Regions from separate parts of the Sus scrofa genome. Here regions 1 and 2 are each linked to region 3. A link is a contact called in public Hi-C and promoter capture Hi-C data. All regions are on one chromosome and are shown on one strand. Each heading gives the region's core, a stretch centred on a gene start, on an enhancer-like site or on the middle of the called end of the contact. The rest is flanking DNA. Distances are from core to core; before and after follow the strand shown. Region 1 has its middle 68 kb from the start of PIK3CG. Region 2 overlaps PRKAR2B (cAMP-dependent protein kinase type II-beta regulatory subunit). Region 3 holds the start of PRKAR2B (cAMP-dependent protein kinase type II-beta regulatory subunit).

Evidence for each region. Promoter capture Hi-C pulls out the DNA fragments that hold promoters and counts their contacts. Hi-C and Micro-C count contacts between places; a contact is called where the count stands out from the background.
Region 1: a contact with region 3 is called in a promoter capture Hi-C map of liver, with 2.8 times the contacts expected there. The contact joins the enhancer-like site here to the promoter of PRKAR2B in region 3. A contact is called at or near these places in 1 of 5 promoter capture datasets (liver) and 5 of 47 Hi-C or Micro-C datasets (embryonic fibroblasts, epiblast stem cells, liver and 2 more).
Region 2: a contact with region 3 is called in a Hi-C map of fetal liver, with 1.7 times the contacts expected there. The contact joins the enhancer-like site here to the promoter of PRKAR2B in region 3. A contact is called at or near these places in 8 of 47 Hi-C or Micro-C datasets (blood, embryonic fibroblasts, fetal liver and 3 more).

Annotation. Positions count from the first base shown.
Region 1 is chr9:106,771,422-106,774,920 of Sscrofa11.1, reverse strand. No RefSeq gene overlaps it. Among named protein-coding and RNA genes, the nearest start is that of PIK3CG, 68 kb to the right of the region's middle. Within about 2 kb of position 1,685, at least 11 of the 83 cell types and tissues checked have an H3K27ac peak or open chromatin away from gene starts, as enhancers often do. A contact at or near this core is called in liver and retroperitoneal adipose tissue, where this site is marked.
Region 2 is chr9:106,945,783-106,948,843 of Sscrofa11.1, reverse strand. It overlaps PRKAR2B (cAMP-dependent protein kinase type II-beta regulatory subunit), which reads right to left. Exons shown (of 11, transcript XM_021102599.1): 7 at 933-1,034. Among named protein-coding and RNA genes, the nearest start is that of HBP1, 19 kb to the left of the region's middle. Within about 2 kb of position 1,288, at least 12 of the 83 cell types and tissues checked have an H3K27ac peak or open chromatin away from gene starts, as enhancers often do. A contact at or near this core is called in fetal liver, where this site is marked.
Region 3 is chr9:106,849,516-106,852,580 of Sscrofa11.1, reverse strand. PRKAR2B (cAMP-dependent protein kinase type II-beta regulatory subunit) reads right to left here and starts at 1,537. Exons shown (of 11, transcript XM_021102599.1): 1 at 1,005-1,537. The coding sequence starts at 1,308.

The sequences.
Region 1 (3,499 bases), core at 436-2,935, 78 kb after region 3:
GGGAGTGATGCTTTGGAACTGGAGGACCTTTGTCAGAATAGATGGGAGACACTTCTTGGGCACTGAGACTCCAGGCTGGGCAGTGGCGTTTGGCAAACGGTTAGAGCCTTGATCAAACTATATATAACTGAAGGACTCAGAAATGCAAGTTAAAAGGGAATGGTTTGGGGAAAGAGTGGAGAAAAGAGAAAAGGTGACAGCGCCCCTGTTCAGTTTCAGAATACCCCTCTTTTGTGACCCATGTTCCTTATCAACCCAGGTCTGTCTCATTCATTCTGGTCACCTGGAGCCGCCAGTCTAGGTCTGCATCATCCCAAGGCAGCGGAATCACCTGAGGAGGCGGAAATCCCAGGCGGTGCAGGCAATGCGCATGCCTAATGAGGTCTCCAGGTGGTTCTCGCGTGCCTCACGCTGGGGGCGTGGAGTTGGCGTCGCTCCTCCCTCACCTCGAAGGAAACCGCTTACAGGCAGCAAGATGCAGTCTTCTGTTCATGGAGGGGACATGGGCTTCAGGAGCAGGGGGCTCTCGGACCCAGCGGGCCTTCCTTGGAGGCGTTCATAGGACTTCTTTTTCGCTCTGATGGCCGCTGTTCCTGCTCCCCTGGCTCCGAGGCTACAGACTGCTTTTCCCGGGGCAGGAGGGTCTCGCCTGCCCAGAGCCATCCTCATGGGTTCCAGTATTTGGGTAGGGGAAGTAGTCTCAACAAGCGGGCTTAGGCGCCAGGACCGTCTCTCATCAGTTTCGATTGATGGACAAGTTATTTGACCTTTTAACTCCACATTTTAAATCCGAGCAACCTCCCTTATGCGGCTGTTGTGAAGCTCCGATAAAATAATGTAGTCACGGAAGGACACTGTAAATTGCGAAGTGCGATAAAAATGTTCATCCGCTTATCGTGGCGGAGCCTCCAAGCCCCCTTTTCCTCAGGAGCGTTTAGCATCTCGCCAGGGGATCTGAACTCATCTCTGTTGCTGAAGTTGTGGGACTGACACCAAGGAGTCAGGAGCAAACCTGTCGGTGAGTAAACCCTGGTCAACATGGGGCTGCCAAACTGGATGGGGGGACAGAGGTTTGTTTTTTGTTTTTTGTTTTCCTAACAAAGGGACAAAAAGCACAGTGAGCCGTGGTGACTGGATTCCTTGGGGTCCTTGGTTCTTTTGGGGGGTTCAAACGATGGGAGAACAGATGGCCAGGAAAAAGTGAAGCCAGCAAGGGAGTAGGGCCAGTGCATTGGGGCCCAGGGAGCCAAGGGCTGGGGAGAGCCCTCTCAGGGTGGCCCAGGTGGCAATGTGGTGCCAAAGGCTGCAGCTGAGACGCATGGAGAGGAAATGAAGCCTGGACTGTAGCTTCCTCTGTGACCCTATATAACACCCCAGCTTCCTCAGAGGGCCCCTAATGTTTCCTCTGTCCTGGGGGTGTTAGCCCAGCCCAGGAAATCCCCACTGCTCTCCCTGTCCCAGGCAACATGTCCCATCACCTTCGTGCTCCCACCTCCTCTCCCCTCCCTGCCACTGGCAGGAGAAAGGGGCATCATTTTGTTTTTGTTGTGTCAAAGGTCGAGGCAGGTGATGGGGGTGGCGGCCCCTACAGCAGGTCTGTTTTTCTTGAGTAATTCCCTTTATGGGGAAGAAGCAGGGAGAGGAGGCATTTGAGTAGGAGGAAGTGGTGGGGCATGCAGGAGTCTGGACGGCTTGTAGTTTGCTGTTGCTGGGCAGGGCTCTGAGGAAAGAGAGGAGGAGAGAAAAGAGAGCCCTGGGCAGCATTCCCGAAGCCATCACGGTCACCACAGCTGTGCCACGGCTCAAGTTCGCCTGAGAGCAAGTGGTCTGCTTAGAATGAACATCCCAGAGGCCCACCAAGAGCTCAGATCCAAGCTCTGTGCTCCTGTCCCAGGGAGGCGATGAGGCTCTGCAGAAATGCTTCTATCATTGCTTGTGTGTGATTTCCTTTCCACTTAGGAGATGCTTCCTCCTCTAACTCTCTTTATTCTCACAACGATCCTGGAAGGCAGGTTGAGCCAGTTCTTTTTGTTTGTTTTTGTTTTTGTTTCTTTTTTGGCCCCTCCTATGGCATATGGAATTCCCTGGCCAGGGATGGAACCCAAGCTGGAGTTGGGACCCATGCGACAGCTGCAGCAATGTGAGATCCTTAACCGGCTGCACCAGGCTGGTCATTGAACCCATGTCCCTGCTGCTGCAGAGATACCATCGATCCTGTTGTGCCACAACTGGGAACTCCTTGAGTCAGTTTTATCAACTCATTCATTTCTTATCAAAATTTAAAAAAAATTGTATAGTTGATTTACAATATCAACCCATTTTATAGAGGAGAAAACTGGAGCCCTGAAATGGGAAATGAATTATCGCAGAGTCTAGACTTGGAAGGCGTAGAGCTGGCTGTGGACCACGCGTGTGCTGACTTGCAGTTGTCTGTCCTGCTCACTTTGCCATGTTGTGTCTCCAGTACTGGGATGTGGCCTGACCCTGTCTGAGATGCTGCCAGGCCCTCCAGTGCGGCATCCTTTTATCCCTGCCTGCTGGGCAAGTGCTCAGCTTGAGCACTTTTGTATCTTGTCTCCTCTGGTGAGAAACTGGGTTTCGGCCGATGATGAACTTGAACTTCTGCTTTTGCTCCAGGCATTGTGTGTGTATTTAATCATGTTTGACGGAATTTACTTTAGTCCAAGTTCAAGCTGTTCCCCTTCTTCCCTGTGTTGTTCCTTTCATTTTTACCCACGCTCAGTGCAAGTGATTTGTCTCCTTTTAGGCATCACACATTTTCCTCCCCTTGTTACCAAGCTCCTACTGCTTGATGCACAGTGGGCTAACAAATCTAGATGAGTTGTGGGGGCAAACAAGAGTGACTTTATTTGCAAAGCCAGCAGACAGAGAAGATGGTGGACTGGTGTCCCAAAGAACCATTGAACCTGGACTTGACCAGTAGTTGCTTTTATAAAACAAAGAAGGGGAGGAGTTGTCTTGTGGCACAGCAGGTTAAGAATCCAGTGTTGTCTTTTTCTTTGCTTTTAAGGGCTGCTCTCGAGGCACATGGAGTTTCCCAGGCTAGGGGTCTAATTGGAGCTACAGCTGCAGGCCTACACCACGGCCACAGTAACACCAGATCCAAGCTGTGTCTGAGACCTACACCACTAGCTCACAGCAGAGCGGGATCCTTAACCCACTGAGTGAGGCCAGGGATCAAACCTTCAACCTAATGGTTCCTAGTCAGATTTCTTTCTTTTTTTCTCTTTCTTTCTTTCTTTCTTTTTCTTTCTTTCTTTCTTTCTTTCTTTCTCTCTCTCTCTCTTTCTCTCTTTCTCTCTTTCTCTTTTTTTAAATCTTTTGTCCTTTTTAGGGCTGCTCCCATGGCATAGATTCCCAGGCTAGGGGTCTAATGGGAGCTGTTGCTGCCGGCCTATGCCAGAGCCACGGCAATGCCAGATCCTTAACCCACTGAGTGAGGTCAGGGATCGAACCCTCAACCTCATGGTTCCTAGTC
Region 2 (3,061 bases), core at 39-2,538, 97 kb before region 3:
TTGCAAAAATAAACTCTGTTAACTAGCAGCTGTTTCTTTAGATGGAGCACATGTTTTCCAGTTTACCAAAGTCCCATCCTGGCTTGGTTTTCTTCAATATGTTAACTCTAAGGCATGTGCATTTCCAACCCCTGAGCTATTTTTATTTAGAGAGAACTGTTGCTGGAAAAGATCAGCTGCCCAAAATGCATTCTGAAATGTGGCCTGAATTTCTACTACTTTAAGCCAACAGAGAGTCACATCCGCCCATGAGTTCGTCAGTCCGAAGGACTGTGGCTTAGATGCTGGAAGGATGGCAGTGCTGTCTCTAAGATGGGAAGTGGGGTGGGAGGAGGTTTGGGCCGGATTAGGTGTGAGCTTTCTATCAGACACCCCAGAGAAAATGTTAAATATGCAGTTAGATAAATGAGCCTGGCGTTCAAGGGCTGGGCCTTGCCCAGTAACAACAATTCTAAGAGGCATCAACATAATAGACTTATAAGCCAGGGGATTTGACAAGTTCACCATGTGAAGAGGGTTAGGGTGAGCCTGCCAAAAGAAAAAGAGACCCTAGAATGCCAATTTTAGGAGAAAGGAGAAGAGGAATAAAGGAGGAGAGGCCAGTGAGGATGTGCTGTATTTGGATAATCTGATCCTATAAAGGCATAACTAAGCGGCCACTGCCTACATTTGTGGGGTTCTTTTAAGTCTGCGTTCAGATAAAGACCAAATACAGATCTGCCAAGGATGCTCCTAGGAGTCTATTGCTTACATACGACAAAACAAATGCAGCTATAGGCAGGAAAAGAAAGGCTGAGCTGTACAAACGCTATATAATCTTCTCAAATGAAAATATGGATAAATTATTATTCAAAGAAACTTCCAATAGAACTAAGCATTCCCAACAAAACAAAAGCTTTTAAAGCAAAATAAAAGCACAAACATATACTTACTTCCAAAGATTTAAGGAATGGCAGTGACTCAATAAAGCTTTCATACATTTTCCTCTTTTTGGCATTATTTTTTACAATTATTCTCCTGAAGGTTACCCTGTCCTAAAGGCAGAATGTCAAATACGAAGACAGTTAAAAGGTAGACTTTATGGGGAAAGAAGGTTTGAAGAGACAGTTTGAATTTATTCCCTACAAAGAACAAACAATAATTGAAGATTTTGAAATAAAAGATGAACATCATTATACTTCTAACGTAACTCATTTCAGATTACTTCTTTAAGCATACATGTAGAACCATATAAAACGTGACTTTCAGGTTTTTTAAAGAAAGCACCAACGTGTAACCGGCGGGCTACACCACAAGGTGGCGCTGTCGCACCACTTAATACGCTCCCCGTTCTTTCCTGCCCCACCCCCTCCCCTTTTGAGAGAAAAGTGATTTATGACGTATGCATTAAAGGTATAAACAATACGTTGATATGACATACCTATATACTGTGAAATGATTACCACCACAGATGGTTAATACCGCTATCACCTCACATAATTACCATTTCTTTTCTGTGGTAAGAACATTAAAGATTTATTCTTTGCAGCTTTCAAGTATATACTGTTGTTAACTATAATCATCACGTTTTACACCGGATCCTCAAAACTTACTCATAACTGCAAGTTTTTTCTCTTTAACCTACCTCTTCCCCACCACCCTCAGCCCCTGGCAACCCCATCATCCTACTTAGTTTCTGAGAATTGAAACCAGCAAGTGAGTTCTTTCGCTACAGATAACAGCCTTAGAGTGTTATGAAATCAATTCGGTGGGACATGACTGGCATTTTTTTTAGGTGTAACTGGCACACAACATTTTATTAGTTTCAAATGTACAACATAATGATTCAGTATCTGTATATATCGTGAAATGATCATATTAACTCTAATTAACATCCATCACCATACATATAGCTACCACATTTTTTTTCTTGTGATGAGAAATTTCAAATGTACAACACTGTTACTATTAACTGGTTACCGTGGTGTATACTCTGTCCTCAGCATGCATTTGTATCTAGAAATTTGTACCTTTTGACCCCCTTGACCCATGACCGGCATTTTCATCTTTAAAAAAGAAAAAACAAAAGAGAAAATCTGTGGGCATCCTTTTTAGTCAAGTGTTGAGTTATATATTTATTTCCATTATACACAAAGGCACACAAACATATACACTGGTGTGACATTTCCTAATGTGTTTCTTGTGGACTGCAGTAAAAAAAAAAACGATGGAAAACAGTATTAGGAAAAATTTTTAATCATGCACTTACAATGTAAAGAGATATAGAAAAATTATTGACTAGGCTTTTTATCACATCCATATACCAGAGTTTCTTTTTTAAAATATACAGAGAAACTACGACTTCTTTGAGGAGAGTTTGATGACAGTGTTTATCATGCTCATCATTCTAAAATGTTCCTATGTTTATACTACTTAACCTCAAGGATACAGAAGTGAAATAAGGAACCAGGGAAAACTTTAAAGCTAATGGCTCTAAAAATGGTTTTACTACAAATTTTATATTACAAAAATTCCTACCAAACATTTAGTTCTCAGAGTGCTCAGAATTACGTTAGTTTGGCATAAACTGATAAACAACAATACCGTTTAATATAAAGTAAAATTAATTGGAATATGTTCTTTAATAAATTACTGTGCCAACATATTAAGGCTGAATTTAAATGAACTGATAGGATGGGGGAAAAATGCAAGTGTGGATTAAGTCTCTAGGAAACTAAACATCTTGTTCTCCGATTTCGTTTATTATAATTTTATAAGGGTTATAGTTTAGACTTAGTCATTTTTTAAAAAGAGAAAAAAATTTAAGATAATTGTAAAATATTGAAATAATTTCCAAGTCTAGCTCTGCATCAGAATCAGCAGTGGTGTTTTAAAAAAAAAAGTTTCTAAGATCCCATACTTTATTTTTATTTATTTACTTTTTTTAGGACCATACCCAGGGCATATGGAAGTTCCCAAGCTAGGGGTTGAATTGGAGCCACAGCTGCCAAGCCTACACCACAGCCACAGCAACGAGGGATCGGTGTTTGCAACCTACTTTGCAGCTCATGGCAACACCAGA
Region 3 (3,065 bases), core at 288-2,787:
AAAAGCACTTGCACATTTGCACCCCCATATATTTTAGGCTGGGATGCCATAAAGATGGGACTTAGGCATGTTGTGTCTGTGTGTGTCAGAGAGGGTTGTAAGCACAAGGGGTGGGACCTGCCAGGAGCAGCTATTTGAGAAAATCCCTTTTTCTTTCCCATTCATTCTTTCTAGCTTCAGTGTCTGGCACAGTCCCTACAATTACTCACTGGCTTTTCATTCTAAAGACAACCAACAAGCTTTCAGAACTTCCTACAGTGTTTTTCACACACTTTTTTTTTTTTTTAAGGCACCAAATAATTCAATAGTTGTTTAAAATAAAAAGAAAACCATTAGCCGGTTTCCTCATTCCAAAGACCCCATGGGTGGCAGGCTAAACAGGATCCTTTGTTGTGAGTCCAAAAACACTACAACGCCGCATTGGTAAATTGGAAAATAATAGATTACTCTGTTTCCAAGAATGCCAAAGCTATCACCATAAATTTTGCTCTGCCTCGTGAGTCCAATTCCACGCTCCTTTTAGTAAATTTGCAGTCCGAACAACAGAAAGGCAATCCGACCGAACACCCTTCGCCTTTTCGCTTTGGACACTCAATTAATAAACATAAGGGCTGAAAGAGGATGCCAAGTGGGCCAGCTGCCTTTATGCAAAATGATACCCGTCGAGCGAAATGTCTCCAACCCTAGTCAAAGTTATCTCTCAGATGCCCACCGCAAGCTGGCCGGCCTCGGCCTCCGAGCCCAGGACGAGAAGGGGCGGGTGGGCAGAGAAGCCTCACCTCCCGACTTCCCATCTCCAGAGGGAGGGACGAGGGGGAGGGCACGACTAGAGCGCTGAGTAGGAAGGTGGGCGAGTGGGAGACAGAAATGGATGCTGAGGGGGTGGGCGCGATGGGAAGGTAGGGAAGGTGGGGACCGCGAGGAGAGATGGGTGAGCCGAGCTACCGGACCGAAGAGCTAAGGGGGAGCGGCGCGCGCGGGGGGGCGGGGGGTCGGATCCTCACCGTTGAACGCCCCTGCGTCCGCGGCCTCCTCCTCCTCCTCTCCGTTCTCCGAGTCGGTGTGCATAGGCTCCTCGGCAAAATTGACCCCCTTGCTGGGGGTGCCGCCCCCGCCGGCGGCGCTCGCGTCCCCCCAGGTCCTGCCCTCATGGCCGAAGCGCGCTGCACCCTTGCGCTCGTTCTCCTCCTGCAGGCGCGTGAAGTGCTGCAGCGCGAACTCCAGCAGGTCCGCGGGCTGGTGCCTCAGCACCTCCACCGTGAAGCCCTGCAGCAGCTCAGTCAGTCCTGCCGGGATCTCGATGCTCATCCTGCCTCCCCTGCCGGCGGGCACCCGGGCGCCGCCCTCGCCCCCTCCCGGGACCGGCCTCGGGCCCCGCGGCCACCGAGCGAGCGCGGACGGCGCTGGCGGCGCTACCGGCACCGAGCGCGGCGCACTGGGCCCTGGCGGCCCGGCTGGCCCGGCCCGCGGCTCCTGGCGCGCGGCTGCTCCGTGCGGCGACGGCGGCGGCGGCGGCTGAACGAGCGCGGCCCGAGGAGGGCTGGCAGCATCTCCGGCTCCTCCTGCTCCTGCCGCTGCCGCTCCTCTCCCCCCGCCCGGGCCGCCCCGCCCCCGCCGCGGCGCGCGGGAGGGGGCCCCCGGAGCGCCCCACGTGATTCCCGGAAACCATGGCAACCTCCGCCCGCTGGCTCCTCGCTCCCGCAGCAGTTCCGACCGCTGCGGGCCTGAAGACGCAGGCAGGTGCCGGCGGGTTTGCGGGGCGCGCCCGGAGGGGCTAGGCCGAGGCAGGGGCCCCACCACCCGAGACTAGACGGGTCACACCCGCACCCCGCCCAGGCGCTTCTCGCTGTCCACCTGTCCGCATATGCCAAAGCTGCCAGGCCACTCAGCCGAATTCCCACGCCTCATTCACCACTTGGAGCCCACGCCGAGGTGGTGCCGCGCGATTTGCCCTGAAACTTCGGCCTCCACCTTGGCATTTTATTTTTCTCGAGAATCTAGTTGAATTGATAAATGTAGAAGATGTCTTTTGTTTAAAGTCATATAGTGGTACTGGTTTTCTTTTGCACAAAAAGATAATGCAACATTTTATCCAGCATTTCTCCATCTGTCCTATTGTATTGTTTTGCTTCACTGATGCTCTCCCTTTGTCCAGTCTATTCAATTAGTACTTGTTAAGACAAATGCACCATTTATTGGGAGGTACTTACCAAAGTTAGTCGATGGTCTTTAAACAGGACAGCGCAGCAATTGGAATAAAATGTCACTGTCAAGTCAGAAGGCCCTCAAGCAAAAAAAGCTTTGCCTGGTTAAACCGTTATTGTTTATTTTAAAACTTTCCCCTTAGGCTTTGAGTGGTTTTGAATTATATTTCCCAAAATAGGAATACATACTTCCATACAAAGAGCAGTAGAGTGGGAGATACAGAAGTTCCTGCGGTGATGCAGCGGGTTCCTGACAAGTTTCCATGAGGATGTGGGTTCCAGCCCTGGCCTCATTCAGTGGGTTAAGGATCATGCGTTACCCCCACAAGCCGCAGCGAAGAGTCCCAAACGCGGCTGGGATGCGGAGTAGCTAGAATCTGGAGTGGCTGTGGCATAGGTGGCAGCTGCAGCTGAATTGAAACCCTAGCCTGGGAACTTCATATGCCCTGCAGGTACAGCCCTATAAAAGAAAAAAAAGAAAGCAAAAACGAAAAACAGAATTGGAAATGTATGTGCTTAGAGAAGTTCTTGACTTTAAAAGGAGGCTTATTCTGCAAATATTTACAGTTTGAATTAGGAAATTATTTTTTTGCCAATTAAATGCTATTTTAAAATACATCATTTTTACCATGACTATATCATTGTAAATAAAATATCTCAAAAGCAAGATGATTTGGTTATTCTTCTAAAAAATTCCACAAAAAAAAGTTAATACATGGCTTAGAAAATTCAAAGTCTAGAAATCAATATGTAGCAAACTAGTCCCTTTTATAAAAATACATGTTGGTGTTACCTCTTTGTTTATAATACAACTTGTAGTCATTCCATGAGGGGATGTTTTCTCTATTTTCATTTCTTAAT